Regions from separate parts of the Drosophila melanogaster genome. Here region 2 is linked to region 1. Evidence: chromatin contacts called from public HiChIP or PLAC-seq data. All regions are on one chromosome and are shown on one strand. The core of a region is the stretch at or near the end of the contact, and the rest is flanking DNA. Distances in the headings are between cores, read along the strand shown.

Region 1 (5,608 bases), core at 2,112-4,611:
AATTAAAAGTGGATGCAAAAAAAGTGCCTCAAGCACGCCATGCCTCCAAGTTAACAGAAGGCAGGTTGGGATCATCACAGCCAATCATTTGGTTGCTATAAAGAAATAAGTTAAAGGAACTGCACAGCTTAAGTTGCACACTCCACTTACCCGGGATGATCAGCACGTACGAATGCAGCCAATGGCACAGCTTGGAGCGTAAGGCGATCGGAGTTGTCACACAGGAGTCGGGCCAACGTTACCTTGCGAATTTCCTGCAGCTGCAGAGGGTTGAATGCGCCAGGATTGATACCATTGTCGTACTCATAGTAGTAGCGATCGCCCTGCTTGAAGCGTGCAAACTGATCGGCTATGATCTCAGCAAAGGTCACTCCCACTACACCACCCTCGACTGCCTTCTCCAGAAGGCCACCCACCCAGAGGTCAATGTCATCGGGTGTACGGTAAACGCGCGACAGCTTCTGGGCAATCTATTACATAAGAATTAGTTGACTACAGTCGAGAGCTATTGCCCAAGTACTCACTTCAATTGGGAACTGCTCAAAGCTATGCAGTTTGGGTGCACCCATCAATTCCAAGTAATCGTTGTAGCTACGCAGACCCTGGTCGCGTCCTCGCTGAATGTTAATGGCAGCTAGATCCAGGCCAAACGGATTGTCCCCGCGAAACAGAAAGCGACTGAGCTGCTCAAGGTTGAAGCGATTAGCAAACCACGTGAATTTAGTTAATTAAGGTTAATCCCTACTCCCTGGCTGATTGAGCTGTCCACCTGCTGCATGGGTTGGCTGTATAGAGTGCGCAGCATGTCGTCGTAAAACTCGCGCTTGCGCATCCGTGAAGGATTGAACATCACATCTGGTATATTGACCACTTCATCGATGCGACCATGTTCCTGGCGGATTTGGAACTTACCATCAACACTTAAATCGGACATATAAATTAAAATTATATTTTCGTTTGCAGTAATCAAATATTTCTTACCTGGAATGGCCCATGCGATAGGCAGCGCCCGAGAATTCGTTTGTGATAGCTGGATTCACATTAACATTGTAGTCATGGGAATAGCCCTGGTGAAGCGGCACCAAACGGAAGCGCTTCATCTGTTGTGGTCCTATTATAATGGGCAAGAACTCGTTGTAGGTGATATGCTGCATCTCGGCAATGACGATGCGTCGAGCTTCCTGGAAAAGCGTTTCATCGCTGGCTGACGGATTTAGTTCGTGTAGTGCACCGGCTACACGGTTGTGCTCTCGGGCAAGCAGAATTTGAAGGGTGATCAGGGATATGATCTGGTTTGTTCGGCCATCTCCTAAATGTAGAAGGAAAAAGAACCGCATCAGCAATAATGGAAGTAAGAGCAGTGAATAACACCTAATCGTGTTAAATATGTTATTAAAGAATTAATAATAAGAAACACATTGCTTAATAGTGATTTACCCGAATGGAAACAGGACTTTCCGGCTTCCTCACTGGGACATGCCTTCTTGTCGTTTGTCAAGGGCAGCAGATCACGACCAAAATCATTCATCATTCGCAATCGGCCCCCGCGGAAGGCTCTTAAACTACGAGATGCTTCATCACTCGATCCATAGACCGGCGAGGCGTCCACAAAGTGTGTCACCTTGGTCAGCTGTTTGCCGTAACTGAGTTGGCAGTCGGGACTAGGCACCAAAGACAATCTAACAAAGTTCAAACAACGCACTCCAAAAGCTGAAAAGAACTCATCATCCGGCTCAACGTGGATCGGCATGCAGGCAAAATGGCTTTGCTGAGGACTGAGAGCTACTTTTCCTTCGGGGGAACAGCATTGCACCAGGCTGCCATCCTCGAGCCGGATTGAAGAAGTTTGTGAAATGTCATGAGCCTGGAAAATGAATATATTAACTTTATTTATTAACCAAAGAACTAGTTTATTGGCCCCCCACCCATATGTATAGATCCATGTGATTTCTTTATTAAGCTTTCACTAATAGGTGGCTTTTACTTGATTACTTACCAAGACTTGTCCAAACTGCATCACCATAAGATTGTACTTAGGATGAGGACGATCAACGTCCGAGAGCAGAGTTCGTGAGATTTTACGGGCGCCCAACAGCGGAGTGCCGTCAGAAGAGTGAGCACGCGGTGTCCAGATACCATCTTCATAGGCGGGGGGCAGCATGCGCTCCATCGGTTGACCAGCAGCACCCCACAGAGATCTCTGTGGTTCTGGATTATTGCAAGTGCCGTCCATGCTGCGATAAACAGACCGAATATTGCCGCAAACTGGGGGCGGTTGGCAATGGTGTGCCAGCGGAGTCTCAGTGAACTTGATGGGCACATTGTTGGTGATGAAATCTTCTACGGGCACCTGCTCCTTCTTCCCAAACAACTGGGTGGTCATCACTTGTTCAATGGCACTGTTCGATATGGCGAAGTTGTGAAGGTCATCCTTGGCCGTCGAGTGGAAAACCAGGCCATGGGCAAAATCGGGAAAGCCACGGCGCACCGGAATCTGCGCAACTCCATGCATCAAGTGCTCGAAATTGCGACGCGCCTCATCCAAAACTGCGGGTGACAGAATGGTGGGAAATCCGGATCGACGCTCCTTGGGAGAGGTCTCCGGCTTGGGAGCAGTGTGATTCTGTCCAGTCTCGCAGCAGTAGCCGAATTTTCCAGCCGGGAGATCGCAAATTTGGGGCTTTTCATGGCTTTCCATGCGAACGTGGGCGGGACACTGGATTTGGGGCACGCATCTTATACCATCGCTGCAGGGAAGGCATTTTTTCAGCAGACCACTGGTAGCTACACAGAAAGACCAAATTTGTACAATTTACGAAATAAAAATAACCATAAAAATATAATTTTAAAATTGAAGAAACAATTATACTTTTATATTATATTGTATTTAATTTTACAAAAATTTGATTTTGTTAATTATGTAAATATGAAAGTTTTTTATGCAGTTGTTTTCAGTGTAGAGCGATTAACCGTAACTTATATTCACAGAGAGCGGACAAGAACACTTTCACCCTTTACGCCATTTTGAAATTGCCGAGATATTCAATTTATATCACTAAACGTACATATGTAACCAACCTTTTTCGGGTTTCTTAGAAGATTCAGTGGAAGTGGCCAGAGGTGCAGGAGTCTGCAAATCAGGAACTTCATCAAAACGATTTTGGCGCACAGAAAATGCTGCCGCCTGCAACTCGCTCAGTTGCGTCACAATAAGTAGCAACAAAATAAATAAAATGCGACTCATTATGCGTTTAATGAAACATTTGTTGGCTTATACTTAAAAAAGAATCGACAAGCTCAACCTAATCGTGTTAAATTGAACTTAAAATGCCGCCATTTTGCACTCGATACCAGGAATGCTCGATATCACAGCAAGTCGAAAGCAGTGTACTGTAATTCTCGTACGTGTGCTGTTAATGTCAGTAACATTTTACTGTTAAGCGCAACTTCTCTTATTAGCAAATTGTGCAAGCAGTTCAAAAAATAAAAATGTTCAATATAGAATTTCATTAATATTATAAAAAAATAAACAAATATTTTTTTAGTTGATATCCTTGGCAAAAAATATTTTTAAAACCTATGAGTAAAAATCCGGAAGCCAGTAAATCGAAAACCTAGTGTTCTACCAAAATAAATTTAATAAATTTTAACAATGTTTGTGACAATGATCAATGCATAGGGCGACTATTGATATTTAGAGTTTCACAAAAATTAAAATGTATTGCATCAATTAAAATTAATAAAAGAATTTGTTTTTGTGGATTAATTACGTTGATGTTGTTTACGTCTATTTTAAAATTGCTTATGCCGGTAGTTTTGTATGGAATCGATAATAAGCAAACCAAAAATCACGAATATATCGATGTTTAAACTCGCTGTAGTTGCATAGTTCTGCCACTCTAAATTCAAGTGGTTTGTTAACGGGGGTATAAACTTTCAAAATTGTATTTACTCTCTTATAACTTACCAAAATTTTATTATTATTATATTATTGCAATTATTGCAATTTTGCAATTTACCTTAAAAACTTTAAATTGACGTATTTCTAAAACGAAAGCGCTGGCCACGAATAAGGCTTTCTAGTTTTTATAACTTTTACATCTTCACAAACTTTTACGTGCTTTTATTCGAAAAAAATGGAAAATTTTAGCACGCCGTTTAATTTGAGTTAAGTTTCCGTTTAAAATACCGCAATAAAGATGGCGTCCCAGAGTAGCGAGAAATCGATATCGATGCCAACTCATTTTTGCGTCACACTCAAATATCGCTAATTCGCCAGCTATTGATTACCATATATATTTAAAAAGCGAACCAGAACGTAAAATAAATATTCATTGAAGTCCAATAAATAAAAATAGTATAAAATATGGATAAAGCGATAAAATTTCGTGCTAGAGCTATCGGGGGCTATCGAAACGAGCACCGATAATGTATCGCAGTGCCAAATACTCGTACGTATCGATACTATCGTGCGTGCTACCCGCTCTAATCTTGTACAGGCTCGCTTCTTCGTCATGCTGCGAATTTGTTCGAAAAATAAGTGAAATACAGCGCATTAATAGTGAAAAGTATGTGCAGCCTGTGCAGGGCCCAACTGGCGATTAGCCGCGTGTGATTGTGGCCGCCGTATCAGCGTTTTGGCAGCGCCCAGCCTGGCGAAAAACCATCGAAAAAAAGAAGAGAAAAGAACGCCAGGCGCAGACAGACAAGACTTGCATACACTACTACTTGAATCGTTTCATTTCGTTCCGTTCGTATACCGAGTTTGCTGCCCTGTCCCTGTCTTCTCACGCGAGTTCGTTTTTAGTATATATAGCCAGTCTGTGGACGGTCGTCAATGCGTGAATATTCTTCTATGTGTAAGTGGTGTGCGTGTATGTAGATTTCTGGTTAAGAAAAGCCCCAAAAACCAAAGCGCCCCGCAAAATATATATTGAGTCTTCTTGGCCCAACAACAAATCTGCCGCCGGACTTTCGCCCGAGGGCGAGTGAAAAATTCAGTTTCTCTCCTCTCGACGATGCACTTTGGAGGCTGTGTGAGTGTGTGTGCGAGTGAGTGCGTGTGTGTATACATATGCAAATGATTGGATGTCGAATCCTTGCATCATCATCATCTTCATAAACACTTGGCGAAAAACCGCAGGAAAACGCAAGCAGCCGAACAAAAAAAGAGAGCCTCTCAAGACAACGGCAGCGGCCAAAAGTGAACGCGCAACAAACGCGGCCAAGCAGGCGCGGCAATTATTTATAAATCTTAAGCGTTAGCCCCCCTCTCTCTCCCACTCACGAAAAGAAAATAAGTTAAACAATTGTGAGATGATGCCCCCTCGTCCATTCCATTCCAGTGCTGTGTAAACGCGAAAAATCGGCATAGAAAATAATTACGAAAAAATCATTACTGTGCTGCCCGTTTCATTCGTTTCACACAGAAACTAATAAAGCGAGCAAGGGAGAGAGTGAGCGAGCGAGCGAGAGCGCCATATGCCTTCAGCCTGGATGGCGAGCAAGTGCAAGTGAGACGGAAAGGGATACGGCGTGTGCGTGTATAGCCGCCAAATGTGAAAAGAGAGAGCGAGAGCGCCAACGAGAGTGGATGCGCTCAAACTGC
Region 2 (5,608 bases), core at 2,082-4,581, 75 kb before region 1:
GGCGACGGTCTCGAAGCATCTCCAGGATGCACCAGAGTCTCATTCAGGCGCAGGAACTGGGCGACGAAAAAATGCAGATCGTCAATCATATGCAGGAGATAATCGACGGCAAGCTGCGCCAGCTGGACACCGACCAGCAGAACCTGGACCTGAAGGAGGACCGCGATCGGTATGCGCTCCTGGACGATGGCACGCCTTCGAAGCTGCAACGCCTGCAGAGCCCGATGAGGGAGCAGGGCAACCAAGCGGGCACTGGCAACGGTGGCCTAAATGGAAACGGCCTGCTTTCGGCCAAAGATCTGTACGCCTTGGGCGGCTATGCAGGTGGTGTTGTGCCTGGTTCTAATGCCATGACCTCCGGCAACGGTGGCGGCTCAACGCCCAACTCGGAGCGCTCGAGCCATGTCAGTAATGGTGGCAACAGCGGCTCCAATGGCAATGCCAGCGGCGGAGGAGGCGGAGAACTGCAGCGCACAGGTAGCAAGCGGTCGAGGAGGCGAAACGAGAGTGTTGTTAACAACGGAAGCTCTCTGGAGATGGGCGGCAACGAGTCCAACTCGGCAAATGAAGCCAGTGGCAGTGGTGGTGGCAGTGGCGAGCGCAAATCCTCGTTGGGCGGTGCCAGTGGAGCGGGACAGGGACGAAAGGCCAGTCTGCAGTCGGCTTCTGGCAGTTTGGCTAGCGGCTCTGCAGCCACGAGCAGTGGAGCAGCCGGAGGTGGTGGTGCCAGCGGAGCCGGCGTAGTTGGTGGCAATAATTCCGGCAAGAAGAAAAAGCGCAAGGTACGCGGTTCTGGGGCTTCAAATGCCAATGCCAGTACGCGAGAGGAGACGCCGCCGCCGGAGACCATTGATCCGGACGAGCCGACCTACTGTGTCTGCAATCAGGTGAGTTCGCAGTGCTTTTCCTATCGAAAAGCTTCGCCACTAATCACGTTTTCTATTGCAGATCTCCTTTGGCGAGATGATCCTGTGCGACAATGACCTGTGCCCCATCGAGTGGTTCCATTTTTCGTGCGTCTCCCTGGTACTAAAACCAAAAGGCAAGTGGTTCTGCCCCAACTGCCGCGGAGAACGGCCAAATGTAATGAAACCCAAGGCGCAGTTCCTCAAAGAACTGGAGCGCTACAACAAGGAAAAGGAGGAGAAGACCTAGTCTATTAGGCCAGCCTATCCAACCCATTGCTCTGTGTCTAACACCAGGCTCTGTAAAATATTCGATCCTAAGATTTACCTTAATGTATATTTAGTGACTTTCTTAGACCCGATCCCTTTTCGACTTTCCCCTCTTTCACCCAGTTTAGATCCCTCGCTTCTATGGTTATAGGTCGTCAGTTTTCATTTAAAGTTTCTGTACAAACAATATCTTTCTCAATGTAAACACACAAAAACTCGTATAATTAGAGTACACCTAAACTTAATTTATGGTAATAAACGTTGATATTCAAAACCCACAATAATTTCTTGGCCCCAAGGAGCCCGTATCCAGTAGCAGTAGTTTTACGAATCTATTTGTTTAATTGTCGTTTAGAAGACTAAGGCATTCGAATTACACATAAGTATAATTGATCGTGTATAAATGTGTGTAAAATATATAAATTTATATAAAACTATTTGGTAGGCATCTGTGGAATTGTATGGAATTCTTATTGTAAAAAATGCGCATGGACGGAGTTCTTGTTGCGTGTCAAGTCAAAAAGTATTCTAATAGATTATTCGAGCTTCTGTATGGAGGTTCTTCCATCATGGCATGAGCAGCTCAATGTTCGGATTCTGGATCTCCAGGAATATCTGGTACTGCGAGAAGACCACCAGCCAGCAATAGATCTAAGTGGATGAGTAAAATGGGTTTATAAACATAATGATACAGGAGTTGGTGTTGCTGTCCCTTGAATTTCAAACACTTACATTGTAGGCTACCCAAACGAAGTTCAAAAGGGCCGAGAAGGTTTGCTCCAGCTGGCGGTAGAGTAACACGAATTCATTAGCTTTAGTTAATGGAAAAGATAATCGCTACTCACATAAATATAGTAGCCTCCAATAAGCCAAAGGCTCCAGCTAAACTGGAAGAGAATGGCTAGTCCAATTAGACCCAGCCAGGGTAGCAGCCATCCTCGAGTGCTGAGAAACAGATGCAAGCATGACTATATCCGTACATATAGGAAGCCAGAGCTCGTCTTACCTGATCTTAATACCGTAGTAGACCAAATAGGAAGACAGGATGATTAGCAGGAAGTAGATGATAAAGAAGCCACCTGCCACGGGCATCGACGAACGTATATCCGTCTCAAAGAGCGGGGAATAGAGCTGCGCAGACTCCCCGCCTGCTAGCATATACGAAATCAGCGTGATCATTACGGCGGATAGCGCAGCCGTATAGCCGGCCACGGCATAGCTTCCCGTCCGGACATTATCCGACCAAATTATGGGCGACCAGCAGGAGCTCAGCACTACCATGTTGCTGTGGGAAAACACCGGGAGACACCAATGAACAAACTTCTCCGATCTCAAATTTCTTTGGCTTGCGTGACAGCGTCAACGCCCAAATATTTTGGTCAATGAAAACGCAGTCGAAATGTATGATTTTCTTCTGCTTTTCAATTGATAGCTACTTCTAAAGGTTAACCTTGGATATATCCTTTTAAAATGTCCAGATTGTTTTGGTTTCTAGGGCGTGGGCGTACCTTTTTTTAAATAATAATCGCTTAATTAGAAAAACAACAACGGCTTGAGCAATAGGGTTGCCATGCGTGCGTAAAAAAGGGAATTATCGATATTTATTTAGTTAAATATATCGCGAAAAGTTATGATATGTTTAATAAATTGAAGACATTTTCAGTAAATAGAATGTTTGCAAATTTAAAGTATGAGAATATTTTAATAAATATTATGATTATAAAATTAAAAAGTGTATGATACTAAATAATCGATGACTATCGAATATAAACTGAAACGCGAGTATGAGCACTGTACAGTATATTAAAATATTTATTATGTTTCCTATAATTCTATTAACTAACAAATGTACAGCAATGTATTTTAAGATATATTTATCAAATGTTTAATTTATTATATAATTGGTATATAATATATTAATTGATATATATAACTAGGTATATAATTTTTAAATTGTGAATTAGCTTAAAATTTGTTTTACACTCTTCAAGCTTGTAAAAACAATAATAATATCTGACCATCGATCGGTCCCACTGTGCAGCACTGAGCAGCTGAGCTGACCGAATCTGAATTCGAATATTCACCATGTGTCGACTGGCGACTGCAGCAACAACAACCACACGGCAGAGTACAGGGCCGGTTGTTGGAGTGATCTTCATTTGGCAATTACATTTGGCCGTGTTCGGAGGTCTCCGCGGATAAAAGCGCCAAAACAGAAGCCGAAAAAGGCCCAAGTCGCTCGCGCTACGTGAATCAGTTATCAGTGGGATTAACCGCGCGATTCGCACGGAATTCAAACGCACATAGTGGCGCAGTGGCAACTTCCCAGTGATCGTCGCATAACGGTAGAAAGGTGAAAACCCGAATCGAATCGAATCGAGTTGAATCGAAGGGCATAACACAGTACCCACACTGCGTGGGCAAGGTCAGCTCCACCAGATCCCAAACCCATTCCCATACCAAGTAGGTACATCAGAAGGCGCCTACATTTTCGATGATTAGCCATTAACCCAGTTGTGTGAAAGTTCTTTGGACTTATGTATGAATAAGTATGAATACGAGTGCGAATGCGAATGCATGGAGGTGCACTCGTCGCGGTCTCATGTTCCAATTGGAACGATCTTTCGTGCCGAATTGTGGCTCATTCCGCACATACGTACGCTGTATGAATGTTTGGGCCAATTTCTCGCCCCAAAGAGATGTGGGCTTAAAGTGCACCACCGAAAAAAAAAATCCACAAAAAAAAGTAATTTGGATCCCAGCAAAAAATGAAGCATGGCAAAAGAAAAGGTTAATAATTCGTGCCAATAATGCTCTCGAAATTTTGCTCGCATCTCTTGTTGGAAGTGGAAGTGTGTTTCGAGATCAGGAGTTTTTTCATCTCTGATTTTTCTGATTTTCGAAGGGGTTTTTTTGAGGGGGGAGGCTCGAAAAAAAATTAAAGCGGAATCGGAATCAGACTGCGCGCCGACGACCCATATTTCGATTTCATTTACGAAAATAAAAATACAAATACAAATTGAGAAAAAAAAAAACAACAGAAAATAAAAAGGGGAAAAATCTGAAGAAAAGAGCTGCGATACTTAAGTGCGGGCAAATAAGTAAAAGATATGCCATAAAAAGACAGCATAAGTGTATTTTGAAGATACTTTTTCGTGTTTTGTTTTCCCTTCCCCCCCCCCCCCCCCCTCGACCATTCTCTCTCGTGTTTCTTATTTTTATTGCTATTGTTATTGTTATTGTTCGGTGTTGACTGCTGACTGCTGCCGACGCTTAATGTTAACTTGTTTAGTGTGGGCAGCAGTTGGTAGTTGGAAGTTGGTAGTTGGCTTTGTTTCGTTGTTTGTTTTGCTGTCTCTCATATTATATTGTTACCTGGCCATAACGGTAAAGGACACTTGGTGCGCTCATATGTAAATGCCCCGTCCGCCACTCAATTGAATTGTGTAAAGATGTCTCTGTTGCCTGGTACCTCAGCTCACCTCAACCACCCTCCTCCCATCGTTATCCTCGCCTGCTCCTTGCTCCTCAGCTCCTCCGAGCAAAGCCGATCTGCAGCTGCACCTTTATCGGCACAACTCGATCTAGGAACCTCGCAATGGGACAATCCCGAGACGTCTCGCGGATATTTTTAACTCTGGCGCGACTTAATTCCAACAGCATTTGCAGTGGCCGCAGCTTATTTAATGTCTACAAATAATCCAAATTGGGGCTTAGCCTCAGTTGTGAAAAGAGATGGCGTATGAGAAGGGGAAGGGGGGGGGGGTCGTATGCCCCGCCAGATAGACTGGGATGCAGTGGGATAAAGAGCAGGAGGAGGAGCCGGAGGAGGAGCAGGGGGAGGAGCTGAAGATGACCAGCCCCGGCACTTGTGCATTCGATCATCGGTGCAGTGATGCAAGAGTAATTCGTATCTGTTACACTAAACTCACGATTTATTTATTACCTCTACCTGCCCATTCCACATAAAAAGGAAATTAAAAGGAAAACACTTAAATCGGTGGTAACATATTGAAGACGCCGATTTCATTTACTTTTAAAATGTAATATCAATCTAATAGCGAAATTATCCAATCCAAATCCTTAATGTTATAATAATCATCAATTTCCTCCAAAGATTAGATAGTGAAAACATTTTTATATAATTTGTTACCCTAATAACGAAACCATGTTAAATAGGCAGTTACAATTAGTATAATTACAAAAAAATGAAATTTTGACAAAATTTAATTTGGAAATATTACTTTGTTAAAGAAGAAACTATATTCTTGGGACATATTTTATGTAGAAATTCCTATACTTCATTTCACCACTTGTCTTAAAGTGTAGGATGCACTATACCCATGTTGCGACTGCCAAAGTTCGGGCAACAACGAACGGTGCACGAACGAGGAGGATGCGGCAGAATGATGCCGCGGGGCATGCGTTGGAAA

What was found. HiChIP or PLAC-seq counts read pairs in DNA pulled down with a chosen protein or histone mark.
Region 2: a contact with region 1 is called in a POLR2A S2P HiChIP or PLAC-seq map of the Kc167 cell line, with 5 times the contacts expected there. The contact joins the promoter of CG43102 here to the promoter of Pxt in region 1. A contact is called at or near these places in 54 of 107 Hi-C or Micro-C datasets (the Clone 8 cell line, the D17-c3 cell line, the Kc167 cell line and 17 more) and 4 of 6 datasets of contacts at active chromatin or transcription factors (the Kc167 cell line and the S2 cell line).

Annotation. Positions count from the first base shown.
Region 1 is chr3R:17,717,207-17,722,814 of dm6, reverse strand. Pxt (Peroxinectin-like) reads right to left here and starts at 3,361. Exons shown (of 8, transcript NM_142391.5): 1 at 3,079-3,361; 2 at 1,997-2,784; 3 at 1,438-1,864; 4 at 982-1,309; 5 at 746-920; 6 at 525-683; 7 at 151-470; 8 at 1-95. The coding sequence starts at 3,244. The coding sequence ends at 29. It overlaps osa (osa,), which reads left to right and starts at 4,465. Exons shown (of 15, transcript NM_206506.2): 1 at 4,465-4,859.
Region 2 is chr3R:17,792,213-17,797,820 of dm6, reverse strand. It overlaps CG43102, which reads left to right and starts at 3,331. Exons shown (of 17, transcript NM_142397.3): 1 at 3,331-3,638. pasi1 (pasiflora 1) reads right to left here and starts at 2,746. Exons shown (of 5, transcript NM_142398.4): 1 at 2,684-2,746; 2 at 2,182-2,460; 3 at 2,021-2,120; 4 at 1,908-1,958; 5 at 1,504-1,826. The coding sequence starts at 2,456. The coding sequence ends at 1,743. CG7379 reads left to right here. Exons shown (of 3, transcript NM_142399.3): 2 at 1-887; 3 at 949-1,445. The coding sequence ends at 1,155.